Linked DNA regions of Zea mays: all the other regions are linked to region 3. A link is a contact called in public Hi-C data. All regions are on one chromosome and are shown on one strand. The core of a region is the stretch at or near the end of the contact, and the rest is flanking DNA. Distances in the headings are between cores, read along the strand shown.

Region 1 (2,967 bases), core at 357-2,856, 150 kb after region 3:
CCTATCCTACTTCCCTTTTCATGGAAGCTAAGAGAAGATATCTTATGTAGTTTTGATGACTGCAGGTAAAACTTGCCTCAGAGTACTACTTCTACATGGAAACACAGACAGCACTAGCAGTTCCAGATGAAGATAACACTTTGGTAGTCTACAGTTCGTCACAGTACCCTGAACTTGCACAAAGTGTCATAGCAAGGTGCTTAGGTATTCCATTCAGCAACGTGCGTGTCATTACAAGAAGGGTTGGAGGAGGCTTCGGTGGAAAGGCATTCAGATCATTCCAAGTGAGAATAAACAAAGCTAGACCATAATACCCAAAATCTTCCATTTCATAAAATTAATTATTTTTAATATGAATTCTTTACCCTGGAGTATAATTTATTGTACTTTTGTACCTTTTTTTTAACTTGCGATGAGGTCTTTCCATGTTTAGACCTGGACTAGTGTCAATTTTTTTAATTCCTTATTATTCTTCAGTTAAGAGCTCTGTCCTTGGAAGTGCAAACTGAAAAAGGACATCCAAAGTTTACATTTATAGTACAGATGAGAAAGAAAATGTTATTCTGTTTTTTATAGATACGGCTTTAAATTTTGAGAAATTTGCAGTATGATGTTTGGTTATGTAGGAATCATGTTTTCTGAGGAAAGTCATTTAGGCCTAATGGACAATAAATCCATCTAACCATGTGCTTTTCCACCATGAAAATGCATCTAACCATGACTTTTATTTGGGCTTTGCAATAGAAAGACCCTTTGTAAGACCTCTAGCAACTATTTTAGACTTAATCTACTTAAGTTGACATATTTGGTATTTCCATCTCTGTGGTGATTGCATATGACAATCTGCTAACAGTATCATGAAACCATAAAGACCCAGTATACATCACTATCTGTTTCTTACATATGGTAAATGCTTGTGCAGGTTGCAACGGCAGCTGCACTTTGTGCGTACAAGTTACGGCGTCCTGTTCGAATGTACCTTAATCGCAACACCGATATGGTCATGGTTGGTGGTAGGCACCCAGTGAAAGCTCATTATACTGTCGGATTCAAGAACGATGGGAACGTTACGGCCTTGCATCTAGATTTATTGATTAACGCTGGGATATCTCCAGATGCGAGCCCCATAATACCAGGCACTATTATATCTAGTGTGAAGAAGTACAACTGGGGCGCTCTGTCATTTGACATCAAGCTCTGCAGAACGAACAACTCATCTAAATCCGTAATGCGTGCTCCTGGAGATACACAAGGCTCTCTAATCGCAGATGCTGTAATCGAGCATGTGGCGTCTGTCCTGTCACTGGATGCCAACAGCGTGAGGGAAAAGAATTTCCACACCTACGGTACTCTTCAGTCGTTCTACCCTGACAGCGCGGGCGAAGCTTCTACGTACACGTTGCATTCTATTTTTGATAGGCTGGTCTCAACTTCAAGCTACCTGGATCGAGCCGAATCCATAAAGGAGTTCAACAGCAACAGCAAGTGGCGGAAACGGGGCATCTCTTGCGTGCCCCTCATTTTCAAAGTGGAGCCAAGGGCGGCCCCAGGAAGGGTTTCCGTGCTCAAGGACGGCTCCGTAGTGGTGGAGGTTGGAGGAATCGAAATCGGGCAAGGTCTGTGGACCAAAGTGCAGCAGATGACCGCCTTCGCTCTGGGAAGACTGTGGCCCGATGCTGATGGCGGCGGCGAATGTCTTCTTGGGAGAGTGCGCGTTCTACAGGCTGACACCTTGAACTTGGTACAAGGTGGACTCACTGCTGGCAGCACCGCTTCTGAATCTAGCTGCGCAGCGACCCTCCAGGCATGCAATACGCTGTACGATAGGTTAAAGCTAGTCTTGGACAGGCTGCAGCAGCGATCAGAGAATGTCTCGTGGGATACCTTGGTTTCGCAGGCAAGCTTATCCTCCTCTCTAGTTCGTTCTCATCGCTTGCTATTTCCAGCGATCAGAAAAATGTCCTGTGGTGTTTCCATGATGCAGGCCTATGAAGACGATGTCGATTTGTCCGCGAGTGCGTACTGGGTACCTGGTCAAGCTTCTAACAAGTACCTTAACTACGGAGCTGGTATAAGCGAGGTGTGCGTCGAAATCCTCAAGACTAGTTTGATTACAACAGGCCGTTTGATTACAACAGGCCGGGGCAGCTAAGGGGGTGTTTGGTTTCTAGGGACTAATTTTTAGTCCCTACATTTTATTCCACTTTAGTTACAAAATTATCAAATATAGAAACTAAAACTTTATTTTAGTTTCTATATTTGTCAATTTATATACTAAAATGGAACAAAATGAAGGGACTAAACATTAGTCCCTAGAAACCAAACACCCCCTAAGTCATGTTTGGATGTCTTATAGGCGGATTGCTATTTCTATTCGAAATCGTGCAGGTGGAGATTGATCTTCTTACGGGAGCAATCACTATAATAAGGGGCGATCTTGTGTACGACTGTGGGAAGAGCTTGAACCCTGCAGTGGACTTAGGACAGGTTTGCTGTCGATCCTTTTATGCTTCATGCCTTAACCAATTTTAATTCTGAATGTAGTTCGTTCATTGATTTATAGAGTATATACCATGGTTTTGGACTGGATGAGGGTAATATAATTTGAGTACATGAGAAATATGAAGCGCATTTTTCTGTTAATTGTTTGATCTGTATTAGAGAGTTAACTTGTTGGGTGGCATTTTCAAATGAAAATGGGTTGACTGCTGGGAGTTTAATTTTATATCTGCAAACATTCAATCCATTGCAGGTATACTTTTGAAATGCTGCATGTTTCTTTTTTTGTCCTCGAACTGCATATGTTTAAAGAGAAATAATAGACCCTTACAACACAAGCCCCTTAAAAAAACGATCACCTGATACAAAATGACTGTATGCTTTCATATTTTGCAACATTCAGTCTTGGCGACGTTTGCAAACAATGTATCTCTTGTCAAGAGCTTACTCTGCCTTGTTGTGCTCCAT
Region 2 (2,944 bases), core at 298-2,797, 230 kb before region 3:
TCGGAATAAACAATAATGATCTCACGTAATTTCAGGCTAACGGTAATACGAACCACAAACCAATCGATCAGTTGTAGAGAGATAGTAGTAAGTAGTAACACGTCGGGAAGGAATTCAGAAATGAAAATGAAAATAAAAGGCAATTCAGGATGTAATATCTGATATGTATTCGTTTGAGACAAGCAGTTCTTCAGACTTCCAAAGGACATTCAACAGGGCGAAATGAAAATGCCAAGCGAGTACTTAGACGACCAAGCTTATGAGAAGCCTATAGACGCGAGACAACTGCTACGAATCAACCCTCTACGACTACGATGGGCATCGAGCAGATCAGAACCCGGACGCGAGACACAGTTGCTACGAAGCAAACCTCTACGACGACTACGATGGGCATGAAAAGAAAGGGAGGAAGTAGAACACGGGGAACCTTCCGCTAGGCCGGCAGATGCGGTGAGATGGTTAGAGCAGCATGAAACGAACTGTGAGGCTATCAGGCTCGTGGATCGAAGTCCCAGCTGTACTTCTGACTCATCTCTGCGGCCTTCGGCTCCTGTTCCTGCGGGGTGAGGGCGTCGACGTTGACGGCGTTGACGTTGAAGGCGTCTCGGATGTTGGACTTGGAGGCGACCTGGGTCTGCTCTCTGCCGGTGGTATTGCCCTTGCGAGGTCGGCGGCGACCTTCAGGGCGATGGCGCCGGCGAGCCTATAAATTTTGAGGAAGGAGGAGGCGTTGAAGAGGTTGGAGAGCGCGCGAACGGAAAGGCGGTCGAGTAAGTCGCGGTCCCAAGCCTCGAGGGCCTCGGACGCCGCGGCTCTGTCGACTGCGCTGGTGGTGACTCCGGCGGCGGCCTCGGCCTCGGCGTGCTTGTTGCAGTACTCCAGCACCGTGACCAGGGTGGTCCCGTCGACGGTAGGGAGTATGACTCCTTTTGTGACGGTGACGTTGGTTTCTATGATGCCACGGAGAAGGCCCGACAGCCGTGCCGCCGCCTCCGACACGCGATGGACCTCCCCGTCCGAGCTCCTCAAGGTGATAAGCCTCCCGCCGGTCACATCATTCGCTTCCGCCGCCCCTATCTCCGCCTCCGAGGCCGCCACTGCATTCTCTTCCTGCGGCTGCACATTCTCCGCACCCGAGGCCGCCGCTGCCTTGTCTCCCTGCTCCGAGTCCGAGGGCGCCACTGCCTTGCCCTTGCCCCCCTGCTGCCCCTCCACCATCTTCACATTCCCCGCATCCAAGGGCGCCACTGCCTTGTCTCCCTGCTGCACCTCCACCATCTTCTCATTCTCCGCCTCCGAGGGCGCCACTGCCTTTTCCTTCCCAGTCTCTGCCTCCGATACCACCACTGCCTTCTCAAACTGCTCCGCCATCATCTTCTCCTTCTCCGCCTCCGAGTCCGATGCCGCCGTCGCTCCCTTCTTCTCTCCCACCGCATCCATCGCCCTCTCGCTCGCGGCTCGCTCAACGACGAAAGCCTTGCTTCGCTAGGCGCTCTCTCGGTGGGTGGGTGGGTGGGTGACGGGTGACCGAGTGGGCACGGCCCGAATGATCGAGTCGGCGGCGGGGTGGCGCCGCTTTATACACGCGCTCTACGGGCTCGGGCGGGGCGAGGCGTGTGCCTGCCAGGCTGGCCCCAGCCAATCCATCCATTTCTTCCAACTTTTTCTTTTTTGTTTTGGTAGAGTTTTTTTTCGTTCCAAACTTCAGGGCACCGATCGCCTTCTTTGGTGCAATGGTGCTGAGCTTCTCTCGGTCCAGTTGCCGTGAGTAGGAAGTCATTTTCGCCTTTCTTTTTTACTATATCGCCTTTTGTTTACTGATAAGTTTATAGCTGCGAAATATCCGATCCAAGGAAAAGAAAGCCACAAATATAGGTTTCTATAAGGACGGCTCAATACAGTACAGGCAGTTGCTATAGATCGAATCCAATGATGTTAAATTATGTCATTCAGAATTACGCCTATTCCATGGGGCATGAGACCAAGAAAACAGAAAGTAACGAAACTGAATCCTTTTTTAAATTAAAAAAAGCTAAAAATTCGCTCTCGAAAATAAACAAACTAAGAACATCTCCAAAAGGGATACTAAAGAAGGCTGTATTTTAAAATTTAGTGCTCCTGGCCAAAAAATATCCTCCAACAATGGCCCTATTTTTATAAAAATTTATCAAACGACCGTTCTAAATATAGTACCCAGTATATTGAAGCCATATCATCCTTTCTTCATAATCTACAATTATTTATTTTCTAATAACATGATTTATTTTCTAAATTGCATTATTTAATGTCTAACTACTAGAGTAAAAATCTATTTCCATATCCTAAACACTTTAAATATGGTTTTATTTTAATTTTAAGGTTTTATTTTAGAGCTCTTTGTTGGAGATGCTCTAAGAGCATCTACCAGAGTCTTTCTGAAGTTCACTCTCTAAATTATCAATAAAGAATTATTTGTATAAAAACCCACTTTGTATATCTTTTTAATCTCTAACGACTTTTCTATGTGTTGTTTGTACTTTAGAAGATAACTATATTTTAGATAACCATTTAAATAAGTTGTTGGATGGTATGTGTTTTTTCAAAAATTCTCTATTCATATCAATCAGGAACAATATAAAAAGTCTCTTAGAGTTTCTCTAACACGTCTAACAATATTGAACAAAGAAAATACTAGTTATTAGCTAATTAGCTAACAAGTATTAACTAAATTAAGGTATTTTTAGCCCAACTAGCCCAACAAGTATTAACCTTTGCTGAGGGTCGAAGGCAGGCACTCGGCAAAGAAGATTCTTTGCCGAGTGTCAGTTAGATGACACTCGGCAAAGACCTCTTTACCGAGTGCCTTTTTTTGGCACTCGGCAAAGTACATTTTTATTTTTTTAATTTTGGTAACCAAACTTTTTATGGTATGTTCCTACACTATGTAGACCTACATGTACCATTT
Region 3 (2,880 bases), core at 196-2,695:
ATGGCATTGAAGGAATTGTTATCGTTTTGGATGGCATTGAAGGGATTTTCTCCTAGGTTTATGCCCAGCGGTTGCAATAGCCCCAAAATAAATGTCATGTTGCCTGGGCCAATTGTTGTTTTAGCCAAATAATCTAAGACAAATGTTGTTTGAGTGAAATATGATCTGAGAAACTGGTAACTTTTAGTTAGGCAAGAGTGATTAAGCCAAATGCAACAGAAACTGCAAAGATTTAGCAGCAACCATGGAGCATGTACATAAGCCTGTGATGAAACGAAAATTGAAGTTGAGAAAGAGCTAACCGAGATGTATAGCTTTTCCAAGCATGGAAAACACTTCAAGTAGTCGCTGACGACGTCGATGGAATCTGCATCTTCCAGCGCCAAAATCTTGACGGTTCGCAGAGTCGTCGCCAGCATGACGGCCTGCATCAGCAAGCGCTTCTCCATGATAACATCGTCAGGCCCCACACGGTTGACACGGCGCACGGTGGGTTGAAAGACGGTGCCACCAATCTCCAACTTGGGGATGCTGAAGGACAGGGATCCCAGGACCCTTATTCTTGGAGCGCTGACCACTAGTAGCTGGAAAGATTCAACAGCAGCCGAGCGGCGGCAGAGGACCAGCTTCTCTAGGAGAGGGGCATCCTCGATGATGACTTGCCACGTCGTCACCCTCACCGTCGGATTTTCGTAGTCGTAGTCCAAGAAGTACGGGTCGTAGTCGTTCGTTATGGATGAATCCGCAGGTGAGATGGCAAAGCTTGTAATGGTGGGTGAGTTGATCCGGACTGTGGCGAAGCCTGTGCAGCCGTCGAGGACGAGGGTTCTGAGCACAGGGCAGGCGGCGAGCATCCAGTGGAGCGTGGCTTCCGAGATGTCCACGCAGCAGAACGAGATGAGCTCGAGGTGTGGCAACCGGAGCGCCGCCACGGCACCGACAGAGGGGAAGGTATGGTAGCCAATCCTTAGGAGGCGCAGCGTGGGAGCGAACTGGAATAATGCCCGCTCTGGCAGTGCTCTCGTGTTGTCTCCCCGCGGCAGTGTTTTCTTGTCTAGCCACAAGGAAGAGTACTCTGGCTCGATCCCGAGCTCCTGAAGACCGACCAAGGCGGGAGACTGGAGCCAGTGGTTGTACGACTCGCCGTCGTCGTACGGCCAGTCAACTTTGAGGCGGCGGCAGGGGCCAGGGTGGGCCGCGAGGATTCCGGACACGACGCGCTTGTAGTCGGTGTAGTAGTTTGGGGAACCGAGATCGAGGTTCAACGGACAGGAGATCCATATGTGCCGCCAACGGCGAGAGAGGACCTGAACGCGGACGGCATCGGCGGTGGGAAGGCGGGTGACGATCTCGCCGATAACGCCGTCCGGGAGGATGCTGATCCGGTCCTCCCCGCCGCCGCCGCCGCCGCCACTCATGTCTCTGCGTAGGATTTTGGGTATCGTTGCGGTGGGCGGCGGCAGCGCTATATAAATAGTTTTGACATGACGCTCTAGGCTAGAATTAGGCCCATGGCCATGGTCCAGGGTGTGGCCCAAAAATCTTTCGACCCCATTCTAATATTTTTAGCCCACAGTCCAGCAGCCTGCTCCGCAAGTCTCTCACCGAACCTCACCTCTCTCAGTCCAGCTCCAGCCGAAGCCATCAGACTTCTAGCTTCCAATGCAACTACGCAAGCCTCCATTCTCCACCTGAACTCCGCTCCCCTCTACGTCCAGGGGACATCCGGTTCGGACGCCGCCGCCCGCCAACACGCCTCCACGGCGCCACCAAGCACCATCCGGCAGCCGCACTGTTCTCGCCCCGGCCGCCGCACTGCGCGGTGCCTGCGCCAGTGCGCGTGCAACGTGCGCCCGCGCCGGTCTGTGGCCTGCCGCCCTGCTCCCATTCCTGACCTCCGGCTCTTGTGCCCGACCGACATGTAATGTGGTAGCCGAAACTGAAAAAATCAGAACTAAAACAGGAAAATCCTTACTGACCAAACCGAATTAATTTCAGTTACTATTTTTCAGAAAACAAACTAAATTACGGTTTTTAGTTTTTTGTTCGGTTTAAACCGAAAATATGTGGCCCATCCGATGGAGTTGGTCTTATTGGTCCAGAGTGTGCAACCAAACTAGTAATTTGCCCGCGCCTTGCACGAGTCTATGTTACACAGTTAACTTGATGCGTTTACACAATAAAAAGCGGTGGTTGTAGATATATAGGGAGCAAGTTGACATACACAATTGTGATACGCTGGTTTATATTCCATAGGGATTTTTTTGTGTGCTTCGCTTTTATATTGCATTTAAAAAAATCCTGAACATACTATGTGGTAAACAATTATCAATTATTATGGCTAAATATTATATACTAAACCAAATTACAGTAAAAATTAGTAAAAATTTTAAATAAGGCAAGTGGTCGAAGTTATGATTAAAAAAGTTAAACGTCATTTTTTGTGAATGGAGGGAGATGTATTTGTGACAAAGGGGAAACTTTAAATTAGATCAAGCCTTACATGGACAGTGTTAAAAGTGAAATGAGGACGACGATCGAATCTCTACTACTCTATAAGATTACAGCGTAGACGTCTACACCTGTGCACCATGGCTCCGCCTCCGACACCCTCTGACCCCGCTCCCGCGATCCTCACTACCACCCTCGCCCCAGCCCCCGTCAACCACGCCCGCGTGTTGGACGACCCCCTGCCTCGCCGCGATAGATGTCGTGCGTTGCTTGCCTACCCAGCCCCCACGCGTTGCCCGGCACCCTGCCTCGTCACGATAGACGCCCCCTCACCTTCACCCTCGCCTCCTCCTCGACCCCCGCGCCTACAACAAGGATCTCTCGGATCTCGCAGGGCGTCGTGGGGAGCGGCGACGCGTCGTCGCTCCT

The links. Hi-C and Micro-C count contacts between places; a contact is called where the count stands out from the background.
Region 1: a contact with region 3 is called in a Hi-C map of leaf, with 7 times the contacts expected there. The contact joins the enhancer-like site here to the promoter of LOC100277619 in region 3. A contact is called at or near these places in 5 of 25 Hi-C or Micro-C datasets (bundle sheath, ear, leaf and 1 more) and 1 of 3 datasets of contacts at active chromatin or transcription factors (leaf).
Region 2: a Hi-C map of endosperm shows a contact between it and region 3, with 4 times the contacts expected there. The contact joins the promoter of LOC100276863 here to the promoter of LOC100277619 in region 3. A contact is called at or near these places in 2 of 25 Hi-C or Micro-C datasets (endosperm and tassel).

The regions. Positions count from the first base shown.
Region 1 is chr7:30,514,040-30,517,006 of Zm-B73-REFERENCE-NAM-5.0, forward strand. It overlaps LOC100384384, which reads left to right. Exons shown (of 10, transcript XM_008653549.4): 5 at 66-284; 6 at 923-1,897; 7 at 1,985-2,080; 8 at 2,389-2,487. Among protein-coding and RNA genes, the nearest start is that of LOC100191366, 14 kb to the right of the region's middle. Within about 2 kb of position 1,607, at least 5 of the 20 cell types and tissues checked have an H3K27ac peak or open chromatin away from gene starts, as enhancers often do. A contact at or near this core is called in bundle sheath and leaf, where this site is marked.
Region 2 is chr7:30,141,985-30,144,928 of Zm-B73-REFERENCE-NAM-5.0, forward strand. LOC100276863 reads right to left here and starts at 1,548. Exons shown (of 1, transcript NM_001150567.2): 1 at 148-1,548. The coding sequence starts at 1,440. The coding sequence ends at 529.
Region 3 is chr7:30,369,146-30,372,025 of Zm-B73-REFERENCE-NAM-5.0, forward strand. It overlaps LOC100277619, which reads right to left and starts at 1,446. Exons shown (of 2, transcript NM_001151131.1): 1 at 303-1,446. The coding sequence starts at 1,418.